2 separate regions of the Mus musculus genome follow, and region 2 is linked to region 1. A link is a contact called in public HiChIP or PLAC-seq data. All regions are on one chromosome and are shown on one strand. Each heading gives the region's core, a stretch centred on a gene start, on an enhancer-like site or on the middle of the called end of the contact. The rest is flanking DNA. Distances are from core to core; before and after follow the strand shown. Region 1 has its middle 24 kb from the start of C1qa. Region 2 holds the start of Zbtb40 (zinc finger and BTB domain containing 40).

What was found. HiChIP or PLAC-seq counts read pairs in DNA pulled down with a chosen protein or histone mark.
Region 2: an H3K4me3 HiChIP or PLAC-seq map of craniofacial prominence shows a contact between it and region 1, with 2.5 times the contacts expected there. The contact joins the promoter of Zbtb40 here to the enhancer-like site in region 1. A contact is called at or near these places in 3 of 39 promoter capture datasets (the 3T3-L1 cell line, the HPC-7 cell line and stem cell-derived epiblast-like cells), 1 of 484 Hi-C or Micro-C datasets (nephron progenitors), 4 of 115 datasets of contacts at active chromatin or transcription factors (craniofacial prominence, embryonic hindbrain and embryonic stem cells) and 3 of 9 other capture datasets (adipose tissue, liver and pancreatic islet).

Annotation. Positions count from the first base shown.
Region 1 is chr4:136,920,012-136,926,020 of GRCm38.p6, reverse strand. No RefSeq gene overlaps it. Among named protein-coding and RNA genes, the nearest start is that of C1qa, 24 kb to the right of the region's middle. Within about 2 kb of position 1,285, at least 22 of the 459 cell types and tissues checked have an H3K27ac peak or open chromatin away from gene starts, as enhancers often do. A contact at or near this core is called in craniofacial prominence, where this site is marked.
Region 2 is chr4:137,045,732-137,051,666 of GRCm38.p6, reverse strand. It overlaps Zbtb40 (zinc finger and BTB domain containing 40), which reads left to right and starts at 2,972. Exons shown (of 19, transcript NM_198248.1): 1 at 2,972-3,021.

The DNA of each region.
Region 1 (6,009 bases), core at 36-2,535:
GAAATAATCTACCCCATTTAACGCGAGTAACCAGATCAACAGGAGTCTCGCGGATGAATCACATGGAGAGAGGAGTGAATGACAACGGAGCATGCACGGGTGTCATCTCGTTTGTGTAAGCCTCAGATGCGTGTGTCGCAACGGGATGCCGAGGTTTTGGATGAATAACTGGGTAATGACAGCTCAGAACACGTGGGACAGATAAACCCTGGCTTCAGCGAAGTCTATTTGTTGTATTTCACTAATTTTCTTCTTTAAAAGATAGAACTGAAACAAATACAGCAAAAAAGAATAAAACAAAATGTCCTTAATCTTGATGGTGGACACATATACTCCTGTTGTTTTTTTTCCAGGTCGTCCAACTCCTGTGTGTCAAAATAGTCTATGATTAAAAAAGAAAAATGTTTGGAGACTGGAGAAATGACTCGGTGGTTAAGAGCACCAGCTGCTTTTGCCGCGGATAGTTCAGTTCCAAAATCCGCACTAAGCAGCTCACGACGACCTCTAACTCCAGAGAAATCAGGTGCCCTCTCGTAGTCTCTGTGGGTACCACAAATATGACACGCACATGCATTAAGTAATAAAATAAACATTTAAAGTAAAAACGGTTGAAAGCTAGAGGGAGCTGGATGTGGGGGCATCTGCCTATAACGCCAGCACTAAGGAGACTTGAGCAGGGTACGGAGCCAGACTGAGCTGTATCCCAAGACCTTGCTTCACAGGACAACACAGGGCAGAATAGATGATTTAGGACACTTGCTGTTCTTACAGAAGAACCAAGTTCGATTCCCAGTACCCACACGGAGGCTTACAAGCACTTTGTAACTCCGGATGTCTTATTCTGATCTCTGAAGCACCAGGTATGTAGTGCTCATACAGACGTGCAAACAGGACACTCACAGACACAAAATGAATCCTTAAAAATTAAAAACAAACATGAACAAAGCCACACAGGATCCGTAGAGGCAGACCCTATTCCCCAGTCAACTTGCTTGTGAACCTGACACTGCTCTAAAATTTAGATTCTGTTAGGGGGCCACCAAAAAGGTTCAGTGGGTAAAACTGCCGCCAAACCTCACAGCCGAAGTTTGAGACCCGGGACCCATTGTAGCACATATGTTTGCCATACCCCATTCTCTGCAAAATAAAATAAGATGTGAAAAGGAACATATTTTGTTGCTGTTTCTGTTTTAATCAACAGCGTTCTGGGGTGCCTTGGGAAGGCCCCTTGTCTCAGAAAAGGGCTCAAAGAACTGGCTCTGTGACATAGCTAGAGCTGCGCTGTCCAAGGTGCTGGGTCGAGGAGGAGAGCTGTCCCGGGTCCTGGAATCCAGAGGCGCTCTCAGACTGCATTGTAATAGACCAGCAAGTCTGAGCCCCAGGTAGAAGGGCAGGGCTCCATGTCCTTCAGGTCCCTAGGGGAACTTCCTTGTGTCTCTCCCTGGCACCCCTCACCCACAATCCCAGAAAAATAGTACTTTTAGAAACACTAATTTGGGACCAGAGAGATGGCCAGAAGGTAAAGGAGCTTGCTGTGACTGGAATTTAATCCTCACATCTACATATTGAAAAGAGAGAACCTATTCTTGCAAATGGTCCTCTGATCCTCACAGGCGCATCATGGCTTGGGCACACATATACATAGATTTAGTTCTCAACATCTATGTTGATGTTGGTTGGCTCATAATTATCTCCAATTCTCAGTCTGGAAGACCTGGTGCCTTTAGTCTTTGCAGGCATTCACACATGTGCACATATGCATACTCACACACACGTATACAGATACATGCACATCATTAAAAATTAATGATAATTCTGTCTAGGTGAGGTGGGCCATAACTTGAATGCCAGTACTCAGAAGACAGAAGCAGGTAGATCTCTGTGAGTTTAAGGCCAACTTGGTCTACACAGTAAGACACTGTCTAAAATAATGATTCTTTAAGAAGAAATGAAAGTTTTAAATTTGTAGGGGCTGGAGAGATGGTTCAGTGGTTAAAAGCACTGACTGCTCTTCCAGAGGTCCTGAGTTCAATTTCCAGCAACCACATGGTGGCTCACAACCATCTATAATAGGATCGGATGCCCTTTTGTGGTGTGTCTGAAGATAGCTACAGTGTACTCATATAAATAAATGAATACTGTTTTTAAAAAAATAAAGTTTAAAAAAATTTTAAAAGACCATAGGGCAGATCTTGCTATGTCCATGATCACCACCATGCAAACAGGTTCCCTTCACATGTGAAGCCGTTACCTGGCTCCCCGTACCGCACAGTCTGATTCTCCTGCCTCTCCCACCTCCATGCCACCACCCTTCCCAGCATCCTTCCATCCATCCTTTGGATCTGTGGCCTTGCATTCCTTCTTCCACGTCTCCCAAAGGCTCAGCCACAGGTGACCACAGGAGGAGACTCTGCTGAGGCTACCACACCCACCGGTGTTTCTGCGCTTGCTACGCTCCCCGCAGAAGGGCTTATCTGACTCGTGGTTACCAGTGTGCTTGCTTTCAAGTCCCTCGTGTGACTTACACAGTGCTTTGGCCAGCAGGTAGCGACCCATGTTTGGGGAGTGGATGCTTACCGGGCACCTGTTTTGTGACAGACATTGCACTTGGGTCTGTCGATTCCAGAATAAATAAGATAATCCTTGCCCTCGGGATGGTCACAGGCTGGAGAGAGAAGACAGCCAAATCACAGGCTCAGACGGGGGATAATCCCCCTTCCCCTCATTAAAGAATCTAAGGAGTTTAAGGTAATCTGGTGCCTCATCTCTCACCCCTTGTTTATTAACTAAAATACCCCAAGCTTGCCCAAAGAAGGTCAAGGACTCTCCTAAGCTCACACAGCATCAGAGGCATGGTCCAGGCCACACATCACCTTGTACTTGCATTTATAAAATGTCCTTTTCGTCATTCCCCTCCCCACCCCCCACCTCGACTGCAGCCTCCTTTCTAGATGCCACCAGCAAAATGACAGAGGGAGACATTTGAGCAAGGGCCCAGGACACCTCCTCTTTCATAAACAGTGTCTGCACTCCCCCCACCCCCATCAAAATCCATCTCTTTTCAGCAAGCTTTGCCTGTTTGGGACTTTCCTGTGTAAATAAAGTCCTGGAAGACTGTCTCCTGGATTCCTCAGTACAGACAAAACTGACACAGTTCTCCCACCTCAATAGGAATGTGACCAGGAGCCAAAGGAAATACCGGAAGAGGTAACCAAGACCCCATGCACAGTTTTCTTGTGTAATCCTGCTCATCTCTCCGCTTATTTCCTGATCTCAGTCCTCGGCAACTCATGTAACCTCACTGGCCACCAGAAGATCTTGCAGGTTCATTAGCACTTGGACCTTCCTTGGCCAGCCATGTGTGACTTTTCTTAGAGGAGTGTCCCCTCTCCTGTCCCCCTCCCTCCTCACCCCCTGGGCCAACTCTAGAATGCTGCTCTCAATCTCTCCACCCTTCCCCCAACTCAGAGCTATATAACCCCTTCTCTGAAACCCCACAGGACCCTGGGCTTCTGCACTTACATTTTACCATGGTAGATATACGGTTTCCCTTATGAACCAATGAAGGACTGGTCCTGGACAAGAGAGGGGAGTGCCCTGTTTAGCCAAAGCACCTGCAAATCTAGTCCAGACCTGACTAGTAGAATTCAGTGTGAGATAGTACATCAATAAAGAAGCCTTAGTTGGGCTCTGGGTCTCTGTCCAACCATTAGACTCTTTGAGTCTCAATTCATCATCTACATCATGAGGTCACTATGAATAACCACCCCACAGGTGCAAGGGATAGATGATTTTCATTGCTACCTCCAGGAAGTTGGCAGACATCTGTGATGTGAAAGCTGAGCCTTCAAGGGTGGTTGCAGCTTTGTCAGCAGGAAGAGTGGGACCAGCCAGAACCCCAGATGCTATGGCAACCTCAGCTGTGCCTCATCTGCCTCCCTCTACCCTCTCAATTCATCCCCAGTGACCAGCACCTCACAAGCACCTGCCCTCTTCCCCAGGCAAGGTGGCTGGGGAAGGGGTCACTGCTGGCATGCAATCCGCAGTCCTTGGAGGGTGTGCTTTTCCATGTCTCTTGTGTTGGGGCTGGTGGAAGGTGATGAATAAAAGATGGGAGGGGGAGCTCCCGTGGCTTTAAGAGGGATGTGACGAGCATTAAGAGTGGGGAGATTATCGAGAGAGCTTCTCTCTGAATACCAAAAATGCAAAATAAACCAGAGAGCCACCTTCCTGCTTTGAGATGGCAGAAGCCCAAGGGAAGAGAAGGGGCCTGGGGACTTCAGTGCGGGAGGGAGTAGGGGAGGAGCATGGGTGGCTGGTGCAGATTTGGAGGAAGCTGGTGTAGTAGGAAAATTCAAGCCTAGATACAGCCAAGGTCACCCTAGAGCTGGTGGCGGGGAACCTAGTGGTGGCCTCCTACCTCCCTGGGCTGACATCTGCTGGAGGCTGACAGCATCACTCACACATCCAAACCCACACTCAGAAAGAGGGGGCTGCAGAGAGAGCATCTCCTGAGAATGGTATGAGTCTTTTGAAACCTCAAAAACTCGCCCCCAAGTGACACACCTTCTCCAGTGAGGCTACACCTCCTAATCTTCCTCCAAATGGCCAACTGAAGATCAAACATCCAAAAATTTGAGCCAATAGGAGCCATTCTCATTCAAACCACCACAAGGGGATACAGCCCAGTATAGAAGAAGGCAGTACAATAAGAGATGTTCTATACGTGGTGATGGGAGGGCTCTATCCATTGCTGGGGGAGGGCTCAATCCATGGCTACAGGAAGATTCCATGTATAGTGGAAGTAGGGCTCCATCCATTGCTATAGTATGGTTTCCTCTATAGTGGGAGGAGGACTCCATCCATGGCTATAGGACAGCTCTATCTGTGTCTGCAGGAGAGCTCCATCCATGGATACAGGAGGACTCCATCAATAATAGTAGAACTACTCTTCTTCTTCTTCTTCTTCTTCTTCTTCTTCTTCTTCTTCTTCTTCTTCTTCTTCTTCTTCTTCTTCTTCTTCTTCTTCTTCTTCTTCTTCTTCTCCCCTCCTCCTTTTCTCCTCCTCCTCCTTCTTCTTCAAGCTTTATTTTTATTTATATGAGTACACTGTAGCTGTCTTCAAACACACCAGAAGAGGTCATCAGATCCCATTACAGATGGTTGTGAACCATCATGTGGTTGCTGGGAATTGAACTCAGGACCTCTGGAAAAGCAGTCAGTGCTCTTAACCTCTGAACCATCTCTCCAGCTCAAGGAGAACTCTTCTATTTATGACTATAGGAGCTGGAAGCTGGGCTTGTTCACATCTCAACAGATCAGGAAACAGAGAACTCCAGACCGAAGTGCATTCAGATAAAACCACCCCCTCGGGGCCCTAATGACAAATCAGCCAGCTAGGCCCTGTCCCCACAAAGTTCCACAACCTCCCCAAACAGAGCCATCGATTAGAGGCTGCGCACTCACACAGAGGAGCCCATAGCCAACATTTCACGGTTCCAACCACAGCACAAGTCAGCCTGACACAGGACTCACCTTGCCTGCCAGCAAGTCACACCTGAACCTGTCTCCCAAGGCATCTTAGGCCTACTGGCCAGAGGGGCTGGTGAATAGGCAGAGGGGCAGAGTCACTGATATGGACTTAGCTGAGGTATGAGAGGGTTGTGTCTATATATGAGTGCATGTGGTGGTTGGTAACATAGTATGTGTAGTATTGTCTCCAAGTGAGAGTCCAGTGCTCTTAACCACTGAGCTATCTCTCCAACCCTAATTTAACAAATTTAATGGAATTCCTTCTTCCCACAGCACAGCTGAAGGAACCTAAACTCTTGCTTCTGACATCAAGTGCAAGTGGCCATCCCCCACAAACCCCTATTTCTCTAGGCTTCTCGTCCCATCATGTCCCTCAACATTCATAGTTCACCATGCACACGCTGTCCTGTCTCCTGACATCTGGGGGAAGAGGCCCAGGAAAGGGAGAGAAGGAAAAGGAGACCTTGGTTTGCAGGA
Region 2 (5,935 bases), core at 1,723-4,222, 120 kb before region 1:
AGATTGTCAGTGTACTCGTGTGTGTGTGTGTGTGTGTGTGTGTGTGTGTGTGTGTGTGTGTGTGTTTGCATGTATGTCTGTGTATTATGTGGGTACCTGGTCCCTGAGGGGAGCAGAAGAGGACATCAGATCCCTTGGACAGGAGTTAGATGGCTGTGAGCCACCTTTGTGGCTACTGGAAGTGGAATCCAAGTCCTCTGGAAGAGCAGCCAATGCTCTTAACCTCTAAGCCAAGGCTCTAGACCCTCCACCCATGTTTTAACTGCAATTTGCCACGTGAGACCTGGTGTGGAATTTTTCTATTTATGGCTGTATATTGTCACTGGAAATTCTTCTGAGTTGTGAAACATTTTGGACTTCAGGTTCTTAGGGATGCTCAGTGTCACGTGTCAAGCAAATGTTACCTGGAAGCTGCAGATAAGGCTCACTGACTTCCCCCCTTCTCTCCCTCCATTTTTCTCTCTGCTTCCCTCCATGCGTGTGCACTTGAATCCTAGGGAAGGCATTTTTGTTGTTCTAATTATGTGTGTATGATGTGCATACATGTGTGTGAATGCACACATATAGAGGTCAGAGGACAACTCACCTGGAGTTGGTTCTGTCCTTCCCCGTGGGTGCTGGCGATGGAACTCAGGTTAGGCTTGTGTGACAAGAGCTTTGACTCACTGCCTCATCTCCCTGGCCATGTGGTCTTTTCACCACGTGTGTATTATTTATTTGCCTGGGGGCAGACATGTGCCACAGTGTGTGTGAAGGTCAGAGGACAATCTGTGGGTATCAGTTATCTTCTTTTCGTATACAAGGTTTCAGGGAAGAAACTCAAGTTATCAGGCTTAGTGGCAAGTGACTTTACCTGCTGAGATATTTTGCTTGATACCATATATTCCTTTTAAATTAAGGGGCGGGGGAAGCTTTCAAATATCCTACTTTTGGGATTGGGAGATGTAGCTCAGTGGAAGAGCCCGTGACTATCATTTGCAAGATCTAGGTTTGATTCCCAGCACTGAAAAAGAACCTATTCTCTGCAACCACTGTCACGAAAATTATGTATGCATAGTGGCCTCTTTTCTTGTGATCCCTCCTTTTAATCCTTGTGTAATACAGAACCTGGCTTAGCAGAGGTGCTTAAAACTTGCTTGAGATGCAAGTCACCTCCATTTCTATGCAGAACAGTGGCCAGTAGCCACATTGTTCTTTAAAAACACTATAATTTAGTACTTACTTGTGGAGCACCTATGTGCTGAGCACTGTCATAGGTATTTCCTAAACCTGTCAGCTCTACATTGGGGGGGAGGGGCTCCTGCTATAAGTGGGGGATCAGTCCTCCCAACAGCCATAGGTGAAAGTCTAGAGGCTACGGAAATGATAAATCTGATGCTGATGGTGATCTGTGTGGGTAACAGTGGCCAGGTGACCGTGCACCTGGTAGGGCCCTATCAGATACTGGTTTGACTGTGGCAAGAAGGTAGTGGCCGAGTGCTGACAAACCACCGACAGGGAACATGGTGTGGCACCTTGTCAGCTTGACACAACCTAGAATCTCCTGGGAAGCGTCTCCCTAGGGGATTGTCTACATTGGTTTGGTCCCTGTGTGTGTGTGTGTGTGGGGGTATCTTGAGTAAACCAATGTCAGAATACTCAGTCCACTGTGGGTGGCCCCATTCCCCAGGCAAGGAGTCTTGAACTGTGCCTGCAATCCAACTGGGCACAAGCAAGAACATGCATGCATTCACTTCTCTCTGCTCTATGGATGTGGTGTGATTAGTGGTTTGAAGTCTTTGTCTTGCCTTGACTTCTCCAAGGTGGTGGACTAACCTGCAATTGTAAGCTGAAAAAAATCTTTCCCCCCTTGGTCCTCCTCCTTCTTCCTGGTCTTATTATGTAGCTCTGGGTGTCCTGAAACTACACACACACACACACACACACACACACACACACACACACACACACACACATCAAGGTAGCCTCACAATTCAGAGATCTGCCTGCCTCTGCCTCCAAAGCACCAGGATTAAAAGATGGGTCACTAAGCCTGACTCATTAGACTTTTTTTTGGGGGGGGAGGGGGTTCAGGATATTTTATCACAACAAAAATTAACTAGAACAGCTGCCCAGAGTGCTCTAATGACCCAGAGTGTTCTAATTATTTATCTTCAGCAGTAGCTGCAAACTGCAGTCACAGTATTAGATGACAGAAATTTGAGTGACAGCTCTGCTCCATAGGTTCGGTTTCTGTTTTAAAGGTATTGCATCAAGTCGAGCTGACAGCGACAGTGCTGGGGACGACTGAATATTGTCATTGCCCATGGAACAGCTGTAATCACATTGGGAGCTAGACATAGCAACGAGAAGCCTGGATCTCGGACAAATGGGTCTCCATGTGATGCAGGGACAGCTCTCATGACCAGTGCCAATGGGGCTCATGTTAACTGGATCCGATTCACATCCATTTGACTGCCAGGACACTGGACTCGGGGTTCATAACCAGCGTGTGGTGCTATAGGTTAAAACGTGAGAGGATAATGGCAAAAGAAACCCCGTGTACACCCATACCAAGCCCAGTCCAGAAATCAGTCTCGTTCTCGCCCTGCACATGACTGTTTGTTACAAAAGAAGGAAAGAAATCTTTGTCGTCTCTTCGCAGCAAACCTCAGAAGTGGCTAGGTAAGGGATGGATCATGCTATGGAACATGCTAAGGAAACATCTCCCAAGGTACTGTGAGGCGAAGGTCAAAGGTCAAGAGCAGACCAGGTTCCAAACTTGGAAGCCTGCCATTGGTAGAAAGCGTGCACGTGATGCAGGGACAGCCTTCTCGCGAGACCGTCCCCCAGCACGTGACTACGGCGTGCGCACATCCGGGCTACGGCCCTCGGCGTTTTCCCCGGCCCCAAGATGGCTGCCTTTTGGCGTCTCCAGCGCTGTTGAATGGAGAAAGCTTTATTGTTCCCTTCGGGCAGGAGTGTTCGTGTCCTCAATGGCGCTGTCAATAAAGAACGGCAGTTTGAATCGGTGCTGAGCAGGTAACCATAGAAACGGCGCTGGGACTCTGCGCGGAGACCCCTGTCGCGGCGGAGGCTCCCGAGACTCCCTGAGTGAGGGGCGCCCCAGGACCCCTGGGGGACGCAGGGGATGCGCGGAGCGAGCTCCGCCTGGCTCGCGTCGGTCACAGCCGCCGCCGTCCGCTGTCCTCGGGACGTGGCCCCCGGGAACAGCCCTCACTTCGGGCGCAGCCTAGGTTGTTGCGTCCCGTGGAAGGACGCGGGACACTGCCTGGCATCTGCGGCCCTCACTCCCCGGCTCCCGGGCTGTGCTGCGGACGCCCCGGCCCAGAGGGCTCCCTCCCATCTCTGCTCTCAGCTTTTGTTTATCCGCTGTAAAACAGTTGCGGGGAAATAGAAGTCGTGGGAAATAAAACTTCAGCTCCCAGCAGTGAAGTTGCACGGAGACGCAGCTATGGTCGTTTTTTGTTTTCTTTTTAACGGGTTGTCCGGCCGCTCGCCTGCCGCGGGGCGGGGGAGTGCGCGCAGTTGCCCCGGCTGCTTTTCGGCTTTGATGGAAAGGTCCATAAAGCCAGAGTCATTTCTCTCCGGCGCTTTACAGAAGTTTGCCAATCCTGGCCCGAGGCACAGTTGACACGATATGTGACTAGCTTCCATGATGCCGTCAAGCTAGTGGTCTCTCATTCCTTACAAAGCTATCACCCGCCCAGTGTGTGCAATTGGCCATCTATTTTATGTCTCTACGTAGCTTTGCAGTGTATTTTCCCTGCACAAAACGTGAAGTGTGATTAGGGTGTGCTAGCTTATAGGGCTGGCAATGTGAGGCTGTCGCTGGGAAATCCCCCTTGTATGATAGCCTAGGTCACATTACCTCAAACTGTAAGTTTTCTCCCTCTGGGAGTGCTCTTCCTTGGAATTGTATCCAAATCTTGGTGTGGGTTATAGCTGTTTAAGCAATCAATGTAGGGTTAGGGTTAGGAAGTGCAAATTTTCAGTGCTTGGCATAAATTATGCTCAATGTAGACATGGTTCTTCGGTGACAGGTTCCCATTCTGTCTTGTGCTTGTTTTGACACAGACCTCATGTAGCCCAGGCTGGCCTGGAAATAAATAAATATACGTATATGTATTTGTGTGTGTGTATATGTATACACACATATTATATATATACATATATATATATATATATATATATATATATATATATATATATATAGGCTGGCCTGGAAATAAATACATATACATATATGTATTTGTGTGTGTGTGTATATGTATATGTGTGTGTATATGTATGTATATATATGTATATATATATATATATGTATATGTATATATATATAGGCTGGCCTGGAAATAAATACATATACATATATGTATTTGTGTGTGTATATATACACATTTATGTATATATGTGTATATACACATGTATATACGTATGTGTATACATATATATGTATATGTACGTGTGTGTGTGTGTGTGTATATATATATATGTATATATATATATACACACACACATATCTCCAGTTGGTTGGTCTAGAGCTCCTGCTCCTCCAGTCTTCCTCCCAAGTGCTGAGGTTACAGGCGTGTGCCTCTTGCCAAGCTCCATCACCCAATTTTTTTTTTTTTCTTTCGAGACAGGGTTTCTCTGTGTATCCCTGGCTGTCCTGGAACTCACTTTGTAGACCAGGCTGGCCTCGAACTCAGAAATCCACCTGCCACTGCCTCCCGAGTGCTGGGATTAAAAGTGTGCGCCACCACGCCCAGCTATCCATGACCCATTTAACAGTTATTTTGGTTTTTTTTGTTTTTTACACCTATGCTTGCATGAGTTTAATCAGTTGTTCAGGTGCTTCTACTATGTGCAGGTATGATTCCTAGAAATGTGTTATTACACAAGAGGACCACGACTTTTGCCTCTTTGTGGAATTTAAATTCTTCAAAGGGCTTCGGTAATGTATAGGTGCACAGAAATAATTCTCCTTCTTTAAAAAAAAAAAAAAAAAAAAAAGGCCTGCTGTGCAGCCCAGGCTCACCTTTAACTTGAGATCTTCTTGCCTCAGCCTCCAAATGCTGGAATTACAGTTGTACATCACCCTGCCTGTCTGGCAAGAATGAATAATTTCAGATACCTATCTCATAGCATCCTAGCAATTAAATAAGTAGCTAACGCTCACTGAGCAATTTCTTTGTGCCAGGTACTGGCACTAAGGCTTAATATGAACTGTCAGCCTGTGACACAGATAGTGTTAGGATTAACATTTTACCCAGGGGGAGATGGCTGGTGTTACATGGTTTATGCATAGGGAGTGTGGAGCCGCAATAAACAGATCATGCCCTGCTGTGTTCCGTCTGTTGTCTTTCCTGCAAGCTTGTGAGGTCCACAAGAGTCATGCCACACCTTGATCTTGTGGCCTCAGCTACTAGCCAATGCCACAGCTTCATGTATCCATAGGTTCGTAAATATACACATTTTTGAGGATTCATTAAACAAATACCCGGGAATTTGTTTCACACCAAGAGCTCAGAGCTGGGTGGCTTGGTGCATCCCAGAGTGCTTTTGTTTGCTCTTACAGTCTGGACAGTGCGGCTTCCAAAACAACAACAACAACAACAACAACAAAAATCCTAATAGTTCAAGTTTTCTTTTTGGGGTGGGGGTCTTCTTGGTCATGAACTGGTAAAGCAACCTATCCTCCTGCCTCAGTGTGGAGTGCTGGGATACAGTGTGTTTGCTGGTAATTAAATCTGTTTGGAAATGCCCAAATTTGGTCCCAGATGTATTAAATAACAGTACAAATCCAGATGTTACTAGCAAAATGAGGGGTGTCAGGATAGGCGTCGGTTTTCTATCTTTTTTTTTTAGGGGGAGGAGACAGAGTTTTACTAGTGTTTAAATAGAGAACAGCTTTCTCAAGTGGAATTTAATTGTTCTT